Regions from separate parts of the Capra hircus genome. Here region 1 is linked to region 2. Evidence: chromatin contacts called from public Hi-C data. All regions are on one chromosome and are shown on one strand. Each heading gives the region's core, a stretch centred on a gene start, on an enhancer-like site or on the middle of the called end of the contact. The rest is flanking DNA. Distances are from core to core; before and after follow the strand shown.

Region 1 (2,700 bases), core at 91-2,590, 50 kb before region 2:
CCTCAGCCATGAGGCCCAGGTCTCCCGTCAGCCTCCCTGCCAGACCCCTTGGAGGGGGCTTAGTTCACGACTTGAGCTGTGTAGCTGGCATCCTTCTTGTCGAGCTGCAAGAGTCAAAGGTGAGGGGGCTCAGTGGCCACCGCCAGGAGTGCAGGACACACCCTGGGTCAGGGCCCCCCCCTGCACCTCCCGCGGGAAGAGCCCTGGGCCCCTGCCTTGCTCCCCGCAGTGCTGGGCAGCGTGTCTGCTCCCACCCAGTGGTGTCTGACTGTCCCCAAGGGCCAGCGCCCCACAGACCCGGGAGCAGAGGCCAGGACAGCACCCCAGGGCCCCTCCCATCACCCCCCACCGGCCGGGCACCTGGTGGTCCTGCCTTGGCGCCACGCTGGGCTTCTGGGCCAAGGGTGGCTTCTTGGTCCCGCTGCGGGGGGCGGCGCTGGGCTGGCTGGGCTCCTCCTCGCCCGGTGCCCCTGTGGCCCCGGCCAGCAGGTAGTGCTGCCTCCGCAGCTCCCCGAGCCGCACACGCTCCACCTCCAGTGTCTTTTCCAGCTCCAGGGCCCGCACCTGCAGCCCCGCACAGCAGCTCAGCAGGCTGGGCCCTGCCCCAGGGAGAGGGGACGGGGCGGGGGCAGAAGGGGGACGGGAGGGGGGCAGAGGCGGGAGGGCAGCTACCTGGGTCTCCATCTCCTGCTTCTTCAGCTTGATGAGGGAGAGGCCGGAGAAGTCCATGGTGTCTGAGGGCAGAGCGGGGTGGGTCAGCGTCTGCGTGCCTTCCCCATCCCCACCCCACCCCACGAGGACCCCAGCGCCCACCTCTGTCCTCGACCTGCTCCTGGCCCGACTTGGTGGAGGCCACCACGTTGGCGGCCATCTCATTGACGGTGCGCGAGCACTCCTGCAGGCGACTCAGGTGGGGGCTGTGCTTGTCGGCCTTCACCTGGAGGGCGTGGGGGGCGCGGGGACGGCTCAGGGATGGGCCCGCCGTGGGCAGCACCGCCCCGCCGTCAGTCTCCCGGGGAGCCCCACCTTGGAGGCCGCCACCAGCTGGGCTGTGCTGGCCGCGATCTCGTGCGAGCAGACGATGAGCTCCTCGTACTTGCCCGTGTGCAGCACCACCCTGTCCGCCGACTCCCTGGGGGCAGAGGCGGGGGGAGGGGGCTGGCCTGGGTCTCCGACCCCCTGGACAGCCAGGCACCCCCACCTTGCCCCCTCCACCCCACCCCCAGACCTGGGGCAACATACACCAGTTGGGTGGCTCCCCAGCCCACAGCCTTGGAGGCAGAGATCAGGCCTTCCGTCCACCTTGAATTCTTGGCATAAAATTCCTGCTGCGTGGCTGCCCCCTAGTGGTGACAGGAGGACAGGGCGGACCAGTCAAGGATGTCACCAGGGGGACACTAGATCCCCAGGGGTGAGCCCTCTCCCGTCACCCAGCCACAGGGGCGCACCCCTGGGCTGTGGTTCCCAGGCACGCTGCAGGCCCTGGGGGAGGACCAGCTGCCGCCACTCTGCACACTGCAGGGTTCTCAAGCCCAAAAGGAGCCCTGGGGGGAATCTTAAACCACGGGGTGATTTGGGACAAAGAGGGCTCTGGAGTCAGGCCCCTTGCAGGAATCTGTCCTCGATGGCTGAGCTGTGCAGCCTGCCCACTTAGGAGGGGCCCCCACCTGGCTCAGCCAGGGATGCCCCATCCCACCAGCAGCTCGGCTCACCCTGCCACTCTCCACGATCTCCTTCTGCAGGCTGGTGGATGTTGTCACCAGGAGCCGGATGGCCTGCCAAGATCAAGACACAAGTCACCCTTGGGCGGCCCTGCCAGGTACAGAGCCCTCCCAGCCTGGGTCTCAGCCGGCCACTCACCTTCATCAAATCCGTGCAGGAGTTGAGGATCCTGGGAGGAGCAGGAGGGACGGGGAACGAGGGAAAAGGGTCTGCACTATGGCCCTGGAAGCCACGGGGAGCCAGGGAGCTCGGCCTGGCCTCGTGGGCGCACAGCAGGTGGGGCCACAGGGCAGGGTGTGCAGTCAGAGGGGCATAACCCACCTCCCCAGATCCGGGAAAACTGAGGAACCCGTCCCGGGGAGACCGGGAGGCACAAGTGGGGCTCACCTCTCATTCACCTCCAGCTTCACCCCAGAGCTGGCATGGCGGGCCTGGTTCATCATGTCCTACAGCCGACAACAAGAGCTTTGAGTGGGCTGGGAGGAGGGCAACATGCGACGAAGGGGGACACCGGCGCTGGCCAGCCCCTACCACCCCACCAGCCAAAGAGCCTCGGCGGAAGAGCCAGGCCCCAGCCGCCCCTCACCTCTGACCTGCAGAGGCTGGCGGGCCCTCCCGCAGAGGGAGGCGCACCTGGGGCTCCTGCCCCCGCCCCTGGTCCTTACCTCGATCCTCCGCACCGCATCCTCAATGGCCGCGGATGTGGCCGCCATCTCCTTGTCCACCATAGCCCCGAGCTCCTCCTGACGCACATCCAGGCTCTTGGGCTTCAGCTCCTGGGGGGACGAGGCATCCGGGAGTTAGGCAGAGTGGATGGATTCTGCCCCGGCTGCCCTACAGAGCCTGGGGGCCAGCCTGGGGCAGTGCTCTTTCCCCAACCTGTGCCCCACAGTGGCAGGCCCTGCACGTGAGCCCTTGACTCAGCCCAAGCTGGAAGGAGATGCGGAGAAACTGGGGACCCAGTTCCACCGCCCTCCT
Region 2 (2,700 bases), core at 197-2,696:
CCCTTTGTGTGATTTTGCGTGGATCTTGCAAAATGTACTTTTGTATTCGGGTTCAATCTGGATTTTTCCTCCCAGAGACCAAGACTTTTGTTTCTCCACTAAGTCTTTTGCAAATAGAGATGAGATAGCAATTACACTTTTTCCCCCAAATGAAGTATTAACCTGTAGTTTCTTCTCTTTGCATACATCACAAGAGCTCTTGTCTGACCTAGTTTGCTGAACCAACGTGGTCTCAAATTTTTGGTCCTTAACCAGTGACTTCTGATTTTTCTCCCTCTTAAAATCGACTTTTAGGTGGTTATTTTCAAGGTCTGATAAACACATGTCTCTGCTATGGTGGCATTACAAAAAACGGGAAGTTATAAGATACACTTGATACTGTCATTCTCAATATTTCACTCAAACCTCATCAGTTGAGCTAAACCTTAATAAAACCCATTTGTCTCAGTTGAAAATAGAAGGTAGAATTTTTATATTCTTCGGAGCCCAATTTTAGCCCAGCCTCCTCCAAGAAGTCTTTGTGATCACCAAGCCCCATATGCCCACTCCCCCATGTCCCATCCTTAAGGTCTACTATACACACTGTCCATACTGCAAATCACTATCTTACTGCATACATGATTTAATTAATCAGAGACAGACTCTCCTATTACAACTGTATGGCTCGCTGTTGCATACATATCAATGTCTTGTCTAAAGATGCTTAAGGGTGTTTTTCACATATGAAGGCATTTTTAATGCCCCTAGCACCTAGCACAGTCATTAATACACACTCAGTGTTCTGTAAATACTTGCTGACTGATCTGTTATTTCTTTTCCTAATTCTATTAGTTTCACAGTAAACAGAGCTAAAGCCAGAACTGAAAGGCAATGGGGATTCAAGGTATAGAGATAAACTGGACAGTGCCAAATGTGTTTACCATACTGTATTCATTACTATCCCATTTATCTGCTGCATACCTATGTAGCTACGTATTGAAAGCCAGTCTAAAGTAAAAATGACACATGTGCATAAAATAAAAATCATTGTGATAAACCTTTTAATACACTGCCTGTTAAAATGCTCACGTCACATGTGTTCAGGTGTTCTAATCTATATGATTCTGATTCTCCTTCTAGAATGGGAAAGGCCACTTTATGTTCTTAAGGAATAACCTCTATCGTCTAAGGCCAGGTGCCTCCCAGAGGAAATGAAGTACAAAAAGAAAAGAGAGACAACTGGTTAGGGGCTTCTGCCTCCTGGAGATCGCCGGCTTGGTCTGGTGTTTATTAGTAGCAGCTGCAGATACTGGGATACAGAGCGATGGTGTTAGAAGCCCCAGTGAAAGACCCCGAAGAAAAGCACAGCGAATGTGGCAAAGTGTGGGGTGAGTCCCCAGCCTTCCAGTCTGCAGCAAAACCCTGCAACTCCTGACCACTCCCACCCTCGAACCCCAGCCCCCCGGGGAAAGGCACGCGCCACTGGGCCCAGCTTCTGCCCTTACATGGAGAGATGGGAGTCCCCTGAATGCCCCCTCCTTTCCACCACTTCCTCACTATTCGGTTGGATGAATGGACTAAACTGAACTGTGGGACAGCTGTATGCTTGTCAATTAAACCACTCTTCATATGTTTATGTTTTACTTTTACAGAAATGAATTTAATTCACATACTGCCTGTTATTGGAAAAATCAAGCTGAGAGCAGAGGTCACCCTCAGCTGAACTTCTACTGCAGTTATTTCTACCCTTCTTTGATGTTCTTTCTTTTAGATAAGTATAATACCCAGTATATCTTTATTTTCCCTATTCCTAGCCCAGTGCCTAAAATACTCAGAGTTCTGAATAAATTATTCATCTCTGTAATTTCTACTTTACCTCAAAGCCTTTTATACAACACATACCCACAAATAATGTATTTAATGAAATTTATCAAATAGTTTAATTAGGATCATGCCTAAAATTCTAAATCTAGTCTCACTACAACCCAGGATTAAAATGATAATTATTAGCTCACATATATTTTTTCCCATTTACTCCCTGCTATCTAGGGAATAGTAGTAAGTACTGACCCATAGTAGGTACTTAACAAACATTGATGAATGACGGAAATAAATACAATATCATATTAATGGCATCTTACTAAGGTTACCTGGATTCCATGCCCTTTGATTCCTCCATCTTTGAGTCATATATCTGTATTAATTCCTGAGAATTTTCCACATTGAAATTAAGAAACTGCATATCACGCTGTTGTTTTACGTAAATCTGCCGTAGATATTGATAAATCAATACAAAGTGTAACGACAAAGCTAAAGCAAGCCAACAGTTGGGTGTTTCAAACGCTAAAACGTATCAGACAGTGGCTAAAAACATATGCTGAGTATGTTAGCTTTCATTTTTCCTGTTCGCACCAAGATTTGTTAGTGTAACTAGTCTCCTTTACTATAAGCAAGACTCCATCTGCGAGGTTAATACGATTGATACACCTTTAAAGTAGTCAGGATTCCAGAAGCACCATGAACAAAATCACCAGGCATACACTTTGCCTAATTTGATGTCTGTTTATAAATGTTTCCCACTTAATAGTGAAGAGGGAGTGGGGACGTACCTGTCTCAGATTATGCAGCTCTGCGTTCATGCGCTCTTGCTTTGACTTTGCGATATCAAGTAACTCATCTTTCCTTTTTTCTCTCTCTGCTATTTAAGAACAAATATTATTA

Evidence for each region. Hi-C and Micro-C count contacts between places; a contact is called where the count stands out from the background.
Region 1: a contact with region 2 is called in a Hi-C map of blood, with 4 times the contacts expected there. The contact joins two enhancer-like sites. A contact is called at or near these places in 3 of 5 Hi-C or Micro-C datasets (all in blood).

What each region holds. Positions count from the first base shown.
Region 1 is chr17:18,548,726-18,551,425 of ARS1.2, reverse strand. It overlaps HIP1R (huntingtin-interacting protein 1-related protein), which reads right to left. Exons shown (of 32, transcript XM_018061333.1): 23 at 2,388-2,498; 24 at 2,110-2,168; 25 at 1,861-1,891; 26 at 1,713-1,775; 27 at 1,243-1,343; 28 at 1,027-1,132; 29 at 814-937; 30 at 673-734; 31 at 361-564; 32 at 1-104. The coding sequence ends at 60. Among named protein-coding and RNA genes, the nearest start is that of HIP1R, 25 kb to the right of the region's middle. Within about 2 kb of position 1,340, at least 3 of the 5 cell types and tissues checked have an H3K27ac peak or open chromatin away from gene starts, as enhancers often do.
Region 2 is chr17:18,498,452-18,501,151 of ARS1.2, reverse strand. CCDC62 (coiled-coil domain-containing protein 62) reads right to left here. Exons shown (of 14, transcript XM_018061332.1): 8 at 2,589-2,674; 9 at 2,130-2,245; 10 at 1-331. Among named protein-coding and RNA genes, the nearest start is that of CCDC62, 22 kb to the right of the region's middle. Within about 2 kb of position 1,446, at least 1 of the 5 cell types and tissues checked has an H3K27ac peak or open chromatin away from gene starts, as enhancers often do.